Linked DNA regions of Mus musculus: regions 1 and 2 are each linked to region 3. Evidence: chromatin contacts called from public Hi-C and HiChIP or PLAC-seq data. All regions are on one chromosome and are shown on one strand. Each heading gives the region's core, a stretch centred on a gene start, on an enhancer-like site or on the middle of the called end of the contact. The rest is flanking DNA. Distances are from core to core; before and after follow the strand shown. Region 1 overlaps Atp7b (ATPase, Cu++ transporting, beta polypeptide). Region 2 overlaps Atp7b (ATPase, Cu++ transporting, beta polypeptide). Region 3 holds the start of Ckap2 (cytoskeleton associated protein 2).

Region 1 (4,706 bases), core at 1,908-4,407, 140 kb before region 3:
GTCCACACAATGACACCCTTTCCCTACCTGAAAATGGTGTCAAGAACTCTGGAAAAGAGATCTCTTCTTGGGCTAGTGGTAGCTCAGCGGTAGAGCTCAGGAGAAGCTGCTTAGCATAGCATGTTCTGCCCCAGGTTGCAGCTCCAGGAGTACAACCCCAACAACCATCTCATCCACCCACCTACCCACCTGCCAACCAACCCATCCACCCACCTACCCACCCAACAACCTGCCCACCTAACAACTAGCCCATTCACCCACTCACCCAACAACTGCCCACCCAACAACCAACCAATCCACCTACCCACCCAACAACTGCCCACCCAACAAACAACCCATCTACCTACCTACCCAACAACTGCCCACTCACCAACCAATCAATCCACCTACCCACCCAACAACTACCCACCTAACAACCAACCCATCTACCCACCTACCCAACAACTGCCCACTCACCAACCAACCCACCCACCCACCCACCAACCAGTCAACCCAACTACCAACCCACCCACCAACCAACAGAAGCCTGTTTTCTTTGAAGCCCACCAGTGGTCCACTTGCCAAGGGCATTCACTATTCCTTTCCTCTCATAAGGATCTGACATTGCTGTGCTTCTGAAACACAGTCAGTAAATCAACTCCTCCAAAGTGAGTATGCACTTTATTTTTATCTCCCAAGTTCACAACCAAAAGGGATCCTCGATCAGTCTCTGGGAAACGCTGGCTGTGCTAGAGCCCAACAATGGAGAGACAAGTGAGGCGCTAAGGGCTTGAGCTCCCAGCCTTCCAGCCAGAGCCCAACATTGCAACAGCAGAGACCGCTCAGAGCCTGCTTAGTGGGTGGACCTATTTCCTGGTGGGATGTCTGGTGCTTGCAAGCTTACTGGTCTTTGCATTTGATATACTGGGCAACACAAGTGGGTAACTGGAGTGTATCTCTTTAGTTTACTGTTACAAGATTTTAGACATTTTGGTAGAAGTCCTTACCCAGGGGTAACATGTCTTTTAAATATGAATCATTAAACGGTCTTAACTTTTCCTTGATGCTATAAGATCATTACAAATACAAATAAATGCCTCAGCACTGTGACTGGGAATGTATACTTGGGTTCTACCTGACTTGGCTGCAGCCATCTTGAGTCATAACCAACATGATTCTACCCTGGTTGGTTTTCCAAGGCTAGTTTTCTTCCTGTCACAAATGGCAAAAAAAAAAAAAAAAAAAAAAAAAAAAAAAAAAAAAATTACAATGGTGTGGAACTCTTTGACCAGACCCTGACCAGGGGCTGTGCCTGACATCTTTGATACTAGCTTGAGATCAATCAGATACATGGATGAAGTCACTTCTGATTTGACTGTACTGTGTGTTCATGGGGAGGCAGGGGTAAGGCCACCACTATCTGCACACGTATTCAGCCCTTACTGTCAGGGAAACTGCAACTAGCAAGAACAGAACGTGCATTTGGCAAGACAGAAGAAATTCTTTAACTCTGAGTGGCTGAGACCCAAGTGCACACTTTGTAAAGGTCTGCACAATTTCTTGCAACTTTTATAGGTCTGGTAACAGGGGTGGTCTTTGAGTCCCATGTCCACCAAAAGGAATTTCCACCAGGCATGTTTACTGGAACAGACATTTTTGCACACAGATGTTATATGGGCAGCAATACAAGTACATAAATTTTTGTTAGAGTTATCGAACTTCAATGTGGCCAAATTGTGAAGAAGGACAAAGTAGCCCAATGCATCTTGCCAACATTGTCACATTAAATAAATCTCTTTTTTTCTGATTTCCACTTTTAATTTGGCTCTTATGATTATATCTAAGTACACTGTCTTCAGACAGCTACTAGAAGAGGGCATCAGATCTTATTACGGATGGTTGCGAGCCACCATGTGGTTGCTGGGATTTGAACTCAAGACCTTTGGAAGAGTAGTGCTCTTAACCATTGAGCCATCTCTCCAGCCCCTAATTTGGCTCTTTTAATTGATCTATTGAGAGTAGATGATTAGACCGGCCTTGGGGCATATGTTATAAGCCCCTGAGTTCGAAAGCATTAGTAGTAATGAAGGCATACAAACTTTGGCAGGTAAAAGGATCTCGTTCTTAGCAAACAGGATCTGCAGTTTGACCTTTGCCAAGATAGCTGTGGTAACTACTCCTCTAGGTGGTGTTTACTTTTCCCAGAAAAAGGGGTAGGGTCTTTAACAAGCCAGCAAAAATCAGCATGCTTTAGTAAAACTTTAACTTGTTTACTTCTACTCTCTGCTTACTAGTCAAAGATTTCTATTAAGCTCTTATAACATAGAGCAATAGCTTGGTTTTCTTAGGTGTATCTGTATGTGTGTGTGTGTGTGTGTGTGTGTGTGTGTGCGCGTGTTTTCTCAATATCTCCTATTCATTGTCATTGTTGGAGCCAAATACCCTTTGTCCACCAACTCTCAAGCTGATTATCCCCTCTTCCTGCCACCGCTCAGGAGGTCCTCAGTGATGGCTAAGCTCTGGAACACAAGGATCTTCCATCTATACTAACGAGCAAACGTCAGATATTACATAAGCCTGTTTAAATATATCTAAACAAATTTGTTGACCTGTATGTATAAAGCAGGGTGTGCTTTTTTTTTTTTTCCCTAGAATTCTTTAGGGTTTTTCAGTTCTGTTTTTCTTTTTTGGAAAGAATCTTACTATAGTCTCAGGTGGCCTTAAACTTATGTTATAGACCAGCCTGGCCTCAAACTTGTGGCAATCCTCCCGCCTCTGCTTTCTGAATACCAGAATTATAACCATGTGCCCCACATGCCAGAAGCTCTACCGAGAATTTCATGGTCCTTTTCTGTCCCCTTTATATAAATCCAAGGGCAAACTCTACTATTCTCTATTCATTCAGTCTAGAACAACAGGTCTTCCAAGTGTCTTCTTGCACCTCTGTGTTCTGACTCTCACATGTGTAAAGTTTGCTGTTCCCGAAAAGGAAATTCATATACGTATATGAATTCATACATATATGCCACACTTGCTGTCCCAAACAACTATTTTGTAAGCTGAGAAGCCTGGGCCCCAAAGGCAGATGGGCAGCTCCTGTTTCCATGAGCCCCTAGGACAAAAGGGCCCTGTTTAGGGGAGGGACACCTGGCAAAGAAAACATTTCAGCACTCAGAAAGATTACCAGCTCAACCCAGAGGAGCTTTCAGTAGGAAGGGCCTCCAAGAAAGACCCTGGGGCGGGCCGGGCCAGCCCTCTGAGGCACAAGAGGAGGCTCAGATTCTGTGACAGGACAGGACCAGAGAATCTGACACTAAGCTGTGTGCTGGACACAGACGCCTGGAAGTTTCCCACACTGAGGGTAAGGTTAGCACAAACACCGCATTCACCGCAGCTAAGGGCCCGACGCTCATCCATCATCCACGACAGAACGCAGGTCACTAAGAGTGTAAGCTGGATGTTAAATGTACACGCGGCACAAGATCCCAGAAATCTTTCTCCAGGGCCTAACCCTGCGGCTCTGCCTGATGCTCTCCTCCATGCACTCTTCCAGCCTTGCTAGATCTAGCCCGGCTTTTACATCCAGTGTCCTGGCCCAGTTTGGCCACCTCTGCCTGAATCACAAGCAATTTCTAGGTTTCTGGCCATTCCCTGCCCTGCCCTGCCCTGCCCTGCCCTGCCCTGCCCTGCCCTGCCCTGCCCTGCCCAGCCCCCAACTCATAAGCTCATCCCATACCACACAAAACGTCTGCAAATAGCAGTATCTGACCCCACGCTCCAGGCTGGAACTGGAATACACATTCTATACAGGAACACAGCCACATCTGTCCACCTGACTTCACTCCACCTAAGCCTTTTCCAACCTCTGGGCTCCACCCGCTCGCACATGCTCTCTTCTGCCCCAGACACAGAACAAAAGAAGTACATATGCCCAGATCTCACAGCAAAAACGGCAAACAATATGGGAGACCAAGGCCATCTCTCCCAACCACAATCCACTAGTCCTGTAGAAATGTTGCCCATAAGAATTAAATTTATGGGAGGGGATGGGGATTTTCGGGGGGGAGGGGGGGGACTAGGGAAGGGGATAACATTTGAAATGTAAATAAAGGAAATATCAAATTAAAAAAATTAAATTTATGAGTCCAAGGCACAGCATTTAAAAGAACAATCATAAACTTCATCAAAGAACTCAAGAAGTTTAAAGCAGATGTAAAGAAACAGCTCAGTGGAACTAAGGAGAAAGAGCTTAAGGAGAACAAATGCCTGAGTGATGCCCAACAAACCATGAACAGCCAGGTGCGGTGCTGTACCTCCCAGTGGTTGGAGGCAGAGGCAGGCAGATCTGAGTTCAAGGCCAGCCGGGTATACATAGTGAGTTCTACAACAGTCTGGGCTGTACAAGACTGAGATCTTGTCTCAAAAAATAAATAAATAAATAAATAAATAATAAAAGAGCAAAGAAGAGGAGGAGGAAAGGAGGGAGAGGAAGAAGAAAAAGAGGAGGGAGGAAGCCCAAACAATCCAAGGCTTGAAAACAAAATTCAATAAAGACATAGAAACACTTGGGGCTGGAAAGCCAGCTTGGAGGATAAGGGCACAGGCTACTCTTCCAAAGGTCCTGAGTTCAATTCCCAGCAACCACATGGTAGCTCACAACCATCTGTAATGAGATTTGGTGCCCTCTTCTGATGTACAGTCATACAACCAACCTAAAGAGACAAGTT
Region 2 (4,439 bases), core at 395-2,894, 170 kb before region 3:
ATGTATCTAAGAGTTCTAGATTAGCAGACATAACCAACCTTGCATAAAAAAAATACTCAGGGATGGGTTTGGGATATAGCTTGGTGGTACAGCACTTGCCTACCATGTAAGAGGCCCTGAGTCCCATCCCCAGCAACACACACACTCACACACACATACATTGTGGGGGGAGGAGGTGCAGAGGTCACCTGTCTATGTATACAATATATGTATATTTTTGCATCATTGTTCTCTAAATCTCTAAACCGTACAGTATAAAACCCATTTACATACCATCTGCATTGCAAATGTATAATAATTATTCTAGAGATGATTTAAAGTATGTGGGAGGATGTGAATTCTATGCAAATACTGTTCCATGTCATATGAGGGACTTGGTATCTTAGGGTCCTAGAGCCAAACTTCATGGGTGTTGGGGGATGATTATACTCACATCACCCTGAGCAATGGATGGGGCTAAATTCAAGAGGGCGTGCGCAGTTGATACCAGAGTCCCACTGCTGTGCTTTCGACTTTATCATAAGGAAAAGCAAGCAGCTGCTGAAGGATCTGTCTACACAGCAGTGCAGACAGACTGGTACAATATAGATCTTTAGAAAGGTCACTGGTTTGACTGCAGTTAGCAGCCAGTGCAGGCACTGGACAGTGCTTCAGGGTGATGTCTACGGTGGCCTGTACTGTACAATGGTGACGTGGGATTCCCAAGCTCTACTCATGGACACAACTTACCTGAGGATTAAGTTGTCCTCACCCAGGGTCACGACTGTGGCTTCTGTGGCTTGGAGTGACATGAGTTTTGCAAGGGCTTCTGAAGTTTTGCTCTAGGAGATAACCAGGATGAGAGCTGACGGTCCATACCCAGGCTGACACTCCCAAGCACCGCACTGAAGGTGGCTGGCGTGAAAAACACAACCCCACCACTGAGGCAGCCACAAGTGCCAGGGCCACAAGGGAAGCCCGCCCAGGGCTGCTGAGGCAGAGCTTGACGGCCATTCTATTTTCACCTTCAATATAACTTCCTTCCCCTCTTTTGCAGGCTCCATTGCAGAGTACTGAATGCCACCCAGCCCTGAGGTGGAGGTGTGGATTTCTACACAAACTAACTACAATCCATTAGGCGCTAAGAGACCATTCGAGCTCTGCCCAGAAGTTCAGAGTTTGTTCTGTGGCACAATTACCCGAACAAAGGTCTCACTAATTAGCCAGATTAGCTGGGATATCAGAAGGAACAATCAACAGGGAGATTAGTGACTGCCGCCCCTAATTACAAGGAGTTCAGATTCCGCTGGACTATTCTCTACAGCGTGTGTAATTAGTAGTTCTCAGCACACACTGCCTTTGGGCTGAGAGTCGGGTTACCAAAAGAACGAAAGAACCCTTGAAGCTGTAGCTACCTTGGCCACGTGTTCCAGCCACCGTCCCAGGGCGATGAACACAAAGAGCATGGGGGGCGTGTCAAAGAAGGTCACGGGGCTCTTCTCTGCCTTCTCGGCTACGGCGACCACCAGGATGACCAGGGAGTAGGCATAGGCAATGGTTGTGGCGAGCACGATGAGTACGTCCATGTTGGCGGACCTGTGTCTCAGCGATTTGTAGGCTTGTACGTAGAAGTACCACCCACCCAGAAACTGAAAGGCAGGGAGGGCGGGGTTGGCGGAGGAAGGGGGAGGAGCCAGCCTCAGGACTAGGAGTATTCTAGGTTCTTGGACATAGCTGATACCACTCTGTTCTGCATTATTTGATACTGAGGGCACACACTCTTCCTCAGCCTCTGGTGAAACATACTCTCTCATTACTGGCCACAGAAAGGGATGACGGAGGATACAGGATGTTTGGAACACAGGCACACCATGTAAATGTCCATAATGAGAGAATGGTAACAACAGTGATGTTATTCACTTATACTGTGAATGGTCTCTAGAGAGAAGGTAAGCCAATGGCGTAAAATATGTCCATGATTCAAATAAGAGAGGCAGCATCTGTTGGTGTTCTCACATGGCACCCCCACACACACACTTCTGTTAACAAACATCTGTGTCTGTATTGTAATGAACATGCATCGCACGCAAACATACACACACATGTATACACATACACAGAGAGACAGACAGAAAGAGACTGAGTGATGGCACACTTCCCTAGCATGTATGGCATGTATGAGGTCCTGAGTTGTCCTGTCATTTGTAACACACACACACACACACACACACACACCAGGGATAGGCAGGCTCACCAAGCTTACAAGGAGAGGGTGGCTGTTCTGACAAGTTTCAATCACTTGCAATGACCTGTGACCGTGAAACCAGGCCTTTCTTCTTAGTTCCCACATTTGCATCCCCCCTCTACTCTGCACTCCCTCTGGTCATAAGACAGAAATAACAGCAGCAGCTCCCCAAAGGTGACGCTGCAAAGTTGCCATGAGGAACCACTGGAACTAGGCTAAAGGGCTATTGATGCAGACAGTGATCAGAGATCCATTAGCCATGCCTGGGCACAAAGGGCAGAGGTTTGCCCGGCTTTCCAATACATACTTGGACAAAGGTACACAAGATGAAGAAGATGAGATTGAGAACGGACAGTCCTGGGATGATGTTGTGGTCCAGGACCATCGTCTCCTGAGGCGTACTGCTGGGGATTAACATGTAGACCATCAATCCCATGACGGGGATGCCGAACACCAGGCTGCACAGGAAAGACTTCTTCCACCTGGAAGGCAAGGTCAGCGACACAGACACATCAGAACCACTTGGCACTGGGATCAGATTAGACATAAGATGAACTAAAATAAAAGTGAGGCTTACCCCCAACATCATCACTGACCTCAAGGGCCAGGCATTGCTGGAGGGACACTGGGCTCAGATCTACCTTTGCATAAGCTGGTGGCCACCCATTTATAGATACAACAGATGAGGCAGTGTGGGACCATCAAGGAAAGTCCTTGTAAGCTGTGTATCCTAATGTACATCCTGCAGTCCTGAGCGCTCAGGCTGCTGCCTGAGGCCATCTGAAAGACAGGCCCACTAGTTTCCTAAACCCTCGACTGCCAGTCCCCTGGGCAAGCCAACGGGACCAAACCGAGGACACCATCGAAGCCCCAGAAGGCTCTACCACTCCCTGAAGACACTAAACTGAGTTTCAAATCCCAGGTCTCCTTCTTTCCAGACTTTCCAGAATTGGCCTAAGCTACTGATGCCACAGGTTGCTCACTCTTCCCCAACAAGGCTAAGGTACTGCCCTATGTACAACAGTGGCCTTCGAGTGTGCTCAAAGACTAAGTGACCATCTGAGACTTATTAACCTTTATCTGCATCCTGGGCCGCCCCACCCCCACCCCACTCTGTGCTGGGGATTCTGGGACCTTGTGCATGCTAAGCATAGGCCCTGTCACTGAGCTGCACGTCCTTCCCTGCGCTGGCCATTTTCTTTCCACTTAGCTCTGAAGACTGTCTTCAGATCCTACTTCTAGAACTTACACAAATAAAGCCTAAATAAATAGACTGAAATAAAGAGCCAACCTTGCAGTTAGATTTAGTGAAACTTAACTAAGTATTTAAATAACCACCGACGACTGGTGACTATTTAAAGTAGCTAAAAATTAGTGAAATTTAAAAGGAAAGAGAAGAAAAAAAGCCTACTCTGGTTCTACGCTCATTCGAATGCACACACTACTGCATCTCAAGTACACCACCACGCTGGGCAGTGCAGACCCAGACACTTCTACAGACAGCGTACCCCTCACAGGGGTAAAAGGGAAGAACCAAGGTTAAAGGCAACCCAGGAAGCTGGGGCGTCGGGGCCACAGCTGAGTCTGCTGGCATCATCATGGGCCACAGAGTCAGTGGGAAGGGGACAGAGACTTAGCCAGGGCAACCGTTCACCTTCTGTTTTCTACCTACTGTTTTATTTCCGTCTTGTGGTCCAAGTGATGGGCGTTGGGGTTTCTCTGGGCCAGGGAAGCATGAAAGCCAATTTCCTTGTGATGAAAAGAGGGGTGGGGAGCGAGGGGGAAGGCTCTGGTTAAAACGTGCACGTGTAGAAAGCATTTCCAGCACTGGGGACTGAAATCTCAAAGTTCCTCCGGTGACCTACGGCTTTCCTCTCGTGACTTCTTTGTGGCAAGCGGCTTCCAAAGCCTGCTCAGAGGTTCAGTACTCTGTGTGCCGAGTGGCTAACCGTGCCACCCTGGAGACATGGCACTGAATGGAAATCCCTCTTCCTACCCGAAGGAAAGGCAGTTGCTATTGTCACACTCACTCCAGTGAGTCCCTAAGCTGACCAGGGTTGACTTCAAGAGTCTTGAGTTAAAAAATCCGGATGCCTCGTGGTCTGGTACTTCACCCACTCATGAGGAAAAGGAAGGTGTGAGAGAAACAGTGTGTTAAAGAACTGGGTGCAGAATATGAGTCTCTAGGCTTCTAGGCCAAGCAACTTCCTACTGT
Region 3 (4,568 bases), core at 1,704-4,203:
TACAGAATGTTCTCTCATTCAAGATTCTTGCTCTTTCTAAGTCTTTCTCAGGATCAGTGAGACAATAAAAGGTTAAATTCTTTTAGATAGAATAAATCAGATTAAAAAAAAAAGAGAGACAAAACCATAAAAGCTTAAAGCGAAGTCAGAGTAGGTCTGACTATGTTCAAGGGGCCTTGTAGAGGATGGCTTAGACAGTATACTCAAGGGTTACAGTGACTGCTCCTGTGGATACAGGGTAACAAAAGCTGACTGAGACACGCATGTCTTGTCCTGTGTGTCTCTGCTAACTTTGTTAAGCTTTAAACATCTGGAGAAACTGTGGTCAGAATTAAGTGTACACTTGTTATTCTTAGGTCTCCTTGGGACAACCAATCCTCCAGTTCTCCGCTATAATTACACTTGTGATAAAATAAGCTACTTGATATAAAAGATCTTACAAATTGACTTAGACTTTGTAAAACTATACTATACAGGATAATGAAGTTCCCAGTTTCTCCATGGACTGAACTTATCATATAAAGTGTATTACCTTAGTATTTAAAAGAGCTTCAGTTCAGAAACTGTCTTTTGTTTGTTTGTTTGTTTGTTTGTTTGTTTGTTTTTCGAGACAGGGTTTCTCTGTGTAGCTCTGGCTGTCCTGAAACTCACTCTGTAGACCAGGCTGGCCTCGAACTCAGAAATCTGCCTGCCTCTGCCTCCAAGTGCTGGGATTAAAGGCGTGCGCCACCACCGCCCGGCCAGAAACTGTTATTTTTAAGGCTCAGAAATCTTACCAGAGATAAATCACCTTAGCTTACAAAACCCTAATCTTGTGAGAGTTGCCAATGTATTATAAACTGTTAAAACAAAGGTAATCTGGGGTGATAACGTATGTCTTTAATCATAGTGCTGGGGGCAGAGGCAGGTGGAGGTTTGTAAATTCAAGGCGAGCCTGATCTGCATAGTGGATTAGGACATTCAGGGCTATGTAGAAAGGCTGTCTCAAAGTAAAATAAAAAATAAGAAAGTAATTAAACATATATTTTATGTGTCCAGAATTGTGTTTGTAGTCACACTAAGTACAAATATAATTCATTTACAGAGACAAGATGGGAGGGAGAGACCAATTTATATCCCACATTATACAATCTTCTGTAATATATTTTCAAAATTAAACTTGAATGGGCAATGCAAAGGCAGTTTAATATAAAATACTGTTCAAAATAGGTACATTTAAAAACCAAGCAAACTGGTTAGGGAGAATTAAATGTTCAGGTAAGTAAAATGGGTTAAGCTGACCAGACACTTGCACGTCAGGTTTGATGGGACCTCCTGTGAGAGTGGTCACAGTAAGCTGCACAATAACCTCATTACCAAATAAGGATAAGACTCGCCAGAGTCTACTGCTCCTGTCTCCTGGCTTGCACACCAGACCAGGAAAGCCTCCTCCCAGAGATGCGGGACTATCATTAAGTCTGGCCACTTGGTCAGGTGGGAGGTCGACACAGCAAAGATGTCAGAATTATTGCCAGTGACCTTTTTTTTCTGTTTAAATTGTTCAAAGTGTAACCTGGGGCTGGGATCTAAAAGAGATTTAAGGATGAGAGTAGTGTAAAATGCACAAGCCTACCCCAGGAAGCAGAGGCAGACATTCTTGAGTTCAAGGCCAGCCTGGTCTACAGATCAAGTTCCAGGCAGCTAGAGCTACAGAGAAACCCTGTCTCAAAACAACAACAAAAACCAAAGCGACAAGAAAGCACCAGTCTAAAGTGTTTAAAAAGCCAATGAAGTCTCGTATTCAGGGCTGGCTCTTCCTTGGGTGCTAGCCAGAGCGAACAACTTCTACTAAAGAGCTTTAAAGAGTAACCACTAAGGGTGTGGAGTGTCTCCTCCCTGGGAAAAGAGATTATTCCTATAACAACACAATAGGAGATTTCTCAATTTAGACAAATGATCCCATGAATCAGAAATTACATGCAAGGTGCTGTTTTAGGCTTACTATTACTGTGATGAAAACACTCTCACCAAAGGCAACTTGGGGAAGAATGGGTTCATTTACTAATATCTCCATAGTACAGTTAGCTCATCATCAAAAGCAGTTAGGGCAGGAACTTGGTGCCATGAAGAAGTGTAGCTACAAGGCTTGCTCTGCCTGGTTTGTTTGTTTTTGTTTTTAAATAGCACTCAAGACCACTAGCCCAGGGGTGGCACCGCCCACAATGGGCGGGGCCCTCCCTCTCCCATCAATCTCTAATTAAGAAGATGCCCTACAGGCTGGCCTACAGCCTGCCTGATCTTGTGGAAACATCTTCTCAGTTTAGGTTCCCTCCTCTCAGGACTCTAGCTTGTGCTCAATGATAGAATACTTGCCTAGCGTATACAAAGCTCTGAGGTTCATCCTCCCAAATAAATAAATAAATAAATAAATAGCATCAAATGTCCTAATCGAGTGAAAATTGCAGGGAACACATTTCAATATAGGGTTCCAGAAACAACTGTGTAGAGAGATCTGATACCAGTCGCCAAATTCTGACCAACTTACATAAGTTTTCCACATTCTTGCTGCAGACCATTCAACTCCATTTTTCCAAAACGTCCAGGACATCATGCAAACAGTCCCAGCCTCACCTCCACGTTCCAAGCACAGAGATAGGAGAACCCGGGAGCTAGCGAGCGCGCGCGCAGGCGCAGTCGGGGGTCCGGGCAGCCCCGCCCCCGCCCTCAGACCCCGAAGATAAACCGCTGGCCCCGGCAGGAGCCGAGCCACGCGCTACCCTCGGCAGCGGCCTGGGCTCTCAGAGAGAGTTAGCGGCCGAGGCCCCGTGCCATCGCTCACCTCGGAAGGCCGGCTGGTCTCGCCTGGTCGGGGGCAGCTGCAGGTCCCGGGTCACCGGCAAGGGATTCCTCGCAGCCCTGCCAAGGAAGCGTTTCCTGGACTCTGCCATCGCTTAATGAGCGCGCCTCGGCGCCGGCGTGGATTGAACGGACCAATGAGCGCGGAGGGGCGGGGCCCAGGCGAGGGGCGGGGCCGTCCCAGAATCCAGAGACTTGGCAGCCGGCGAGAAATTTCAAAATCGAACAAAGCTCTCCCAACTGGATGGATGACGCCGTTGGAGCGGGCTTGTTGAATCCTCAGGATATAGCAGGACCAGGCTTGACAAGTCAGGACATGTCTTCAGACACAGCCCAGAGGAAGCCAAAGGACCGCAGTGACTGCACCTGTCAAATGCTGGTGCGCTCCTTAGGGATAAGGCTCATTGCTTTCCCTGAGGACAAGTTCCCGAATGATCTTTGGAGCTGCTTAACAGAATTAGGTTGCGATTATACCTCGCAAGCGAGATGATGAGCTCAGATGTTAGGTGTCTCGTGTTTGCACAGCTTGCAAACAAAACCTTTTTTTTTTTTTTTCTTTTTTCGGTTTTTCAAGACAGGGTTTCTCTGTATAGCACTGGCTGCCCTGGGACTCACTCTGTAGACCAGGCTGGCCTCGAACTCAGAAATCCACCTGCCTCTGTCTCCCAAATGCTGGGATTAAAGGCGTGTGCCACCACTTGCCCGACTTTGCAAACAAAATCTTAAGTTGAGATCTACCTTTGTGCTGTTATTTTATTGAAAATCTTGCTACGTAGCACAGGCTGGCCTAGAACTCACTTGCAGTCTTCCTTGACCTCCTGAGTGCTAAGATTACAACTCTATGCCCAGCCCTTTCTGTGCATTTATATATGCATTTGTGAAATGCAAACAAGTGTAGGAGACAGAAGAAAAAGAAAACTGAGGATATAACCCTCTGCTCTTTCAAGGCAGGATATAATTCTGTGAAGTTAAACCTATTGTGTGTTATAAAAAGATAAAGGAAAGAAGGAATATGTTTTGGTGGATGTGTAGTCAGGTATGGGGTGCCCCCGCAGGCCCATGGGTATAGTATAGAATAGAGTTTACTCAGGGAATGGGGAAGGGAGTTAAAAGGGTATTAGAGACAGAGAAAGGCAGAGAGAGTTGAGGAATAGAGGCTGGCTGAGAGCACATGTAGACAAGGGGGAGTAGGGGTGAGAGGACAGAGCAGGAGCAAGAAGACAAGAGAGAGCAAAGGAGGGAAGAGGGCAGAGGTAGCAAGCAGCCCCTCTCATAGTGAGTCAGGCAAGCCTGGCTATTGCCAGGTAACTGTGGGGCGGAGCTTAGACAGAATGCTAACAAAACCAACTCCTGTTGAACAATTTGTCTATGTTTGTCTTTTTAGGCATGCTGCCTTAACCTTTGACGCCCATCATTTAAACATGTCACCAACATAAAACCCAGACATGCTAACAGTGGTGGTTCATTGCTGTACTCCCTCAGAAAAATGACATGTGTGAAACATATTTCTAGGAAAAAAGCTACATCTTCAAACTGATTAACTGATTGGAACCTCAAAGGTTGTGGAGAGCTTGGGATGTTGCAGGACCAGGGCCCAGATACAACCTATCTTGAGCTATCTGTAACCCATTAAATAGCCACCCCTTGCCCCTATCCCAACCCCCACCTCAGACCTTAGGACACCTGACATCATGTTAGACGCCTTGTTTTGTTTGTTTGTTTGTTTGTTTGTT

The links. A called contact is a pair of places that touch in the nucleus more often than the background predicts. HiChIP or PLAC-seq counts read pairs in DNA pulled down with a chosen protein or histone mark.
Region 1: a contact with region 3 is called in a Hi-C map of stem cell-derived motor neurons, with 6 times the contacts expected there. The contact joins the enhancer-like site here to the promoter of Ckap2 in region 3. A contact is called at or near these places in 18 of 39 promoter capture datasets (the 3T3-L1 cell line, the C10 cell line, the HPC-7 cell line and 11 more), 10 of 484 Hi-C or Micro-C datasets (3T3-L1-derived adipocytes, CD4 T cells, the G1E-ER4 cell line and 6 more), 3 of 115 datasets of contacts at active chromatin or transcription factors (embryonic stem cells and pancreatic cancer cells) and 3 of 9 other capture datasets (adipose tissue, liver and pancreatic islet).
Region 2: a contact with region 3 is called in an H3K4me3 HiChIP or PLAC-seq map of intestinal villus epithelium, with 5 read pairs. The contact joins the enhancer-like site here to the promoter of Ckap2 in region 3. A contact is called at or near these places in 2 of 39 promoter capture datasets (embryonic stem cells and hippocampal neurons), 2 of 115 datasets of contacts at active chromatin or transcription factors (SST interneurons and intestinal villus epithelium) and 1 of 9 other capture datasets (pancreatic islet).

The regions. Positions count from the first base shown.
Region 1 is chr8:22,040,569-22,045,274 of GRCm38.p6, forward strand. The region is part of intron 1 of Atp7b (ATPase, Cu++ transporting, beta polypeptide); the gene reads right to left. Among named protein-coding and RNA genes, the nearest start is that of Atp7b, 17 kb to the right of the region's middle. Within about 2 kb of position 3,158, at least 20 of the 459 cell types and tissues checked have an H3K27ac peak or open chromatin away from gene starts, as enhancers often do. A contact at or near this core is called in stem cell-derived motor neurons, where this site is marked.
Region 2 is chr8:22,011,982-22,016,420 of GRCm38.p6, forward strand. It overlaps Atp7b (ATPase, Cu++ transporting, beta polypeptide), which reads right to left. Exons shown (of 21, transcript NM_007511.2): 6 at 3,897-3,973; 7 at 2,532-2,706; 8 at 1,395-1,628; 9 at 730-821. Among named protein-coding and RNA genes, the nearest start is that of Ccdc70, 44 kb to the left of the region's middle. Within about 2 kb of position 1,645, at least 16 of the 459 cell types and tissues checked have an H3K27ac peak or open chromatin away from gene starts, as enhancers often do. A contact at or near this core is called in intestinal villus epithelium, where this site is marked.
Region 3 is chr8:22,182,866-22,187,433 of GRCm38.p6, forward strand. Ckap2 (cytoskeleton associated protein 2) reads right to left here and starts at 2,954. Exons shown (of 9, transcript NM_001004140.2): 1 at 2,819-2,954. The coding sequence starts at 2,927. It overlaps Gm29878 (a long non-coding RNA gene), which reads left to right and starts at 3,163. Exons shown (of 2, transcript XR_378798.3): 1 at 3,163-3,214; 2 at 4,220-4,287.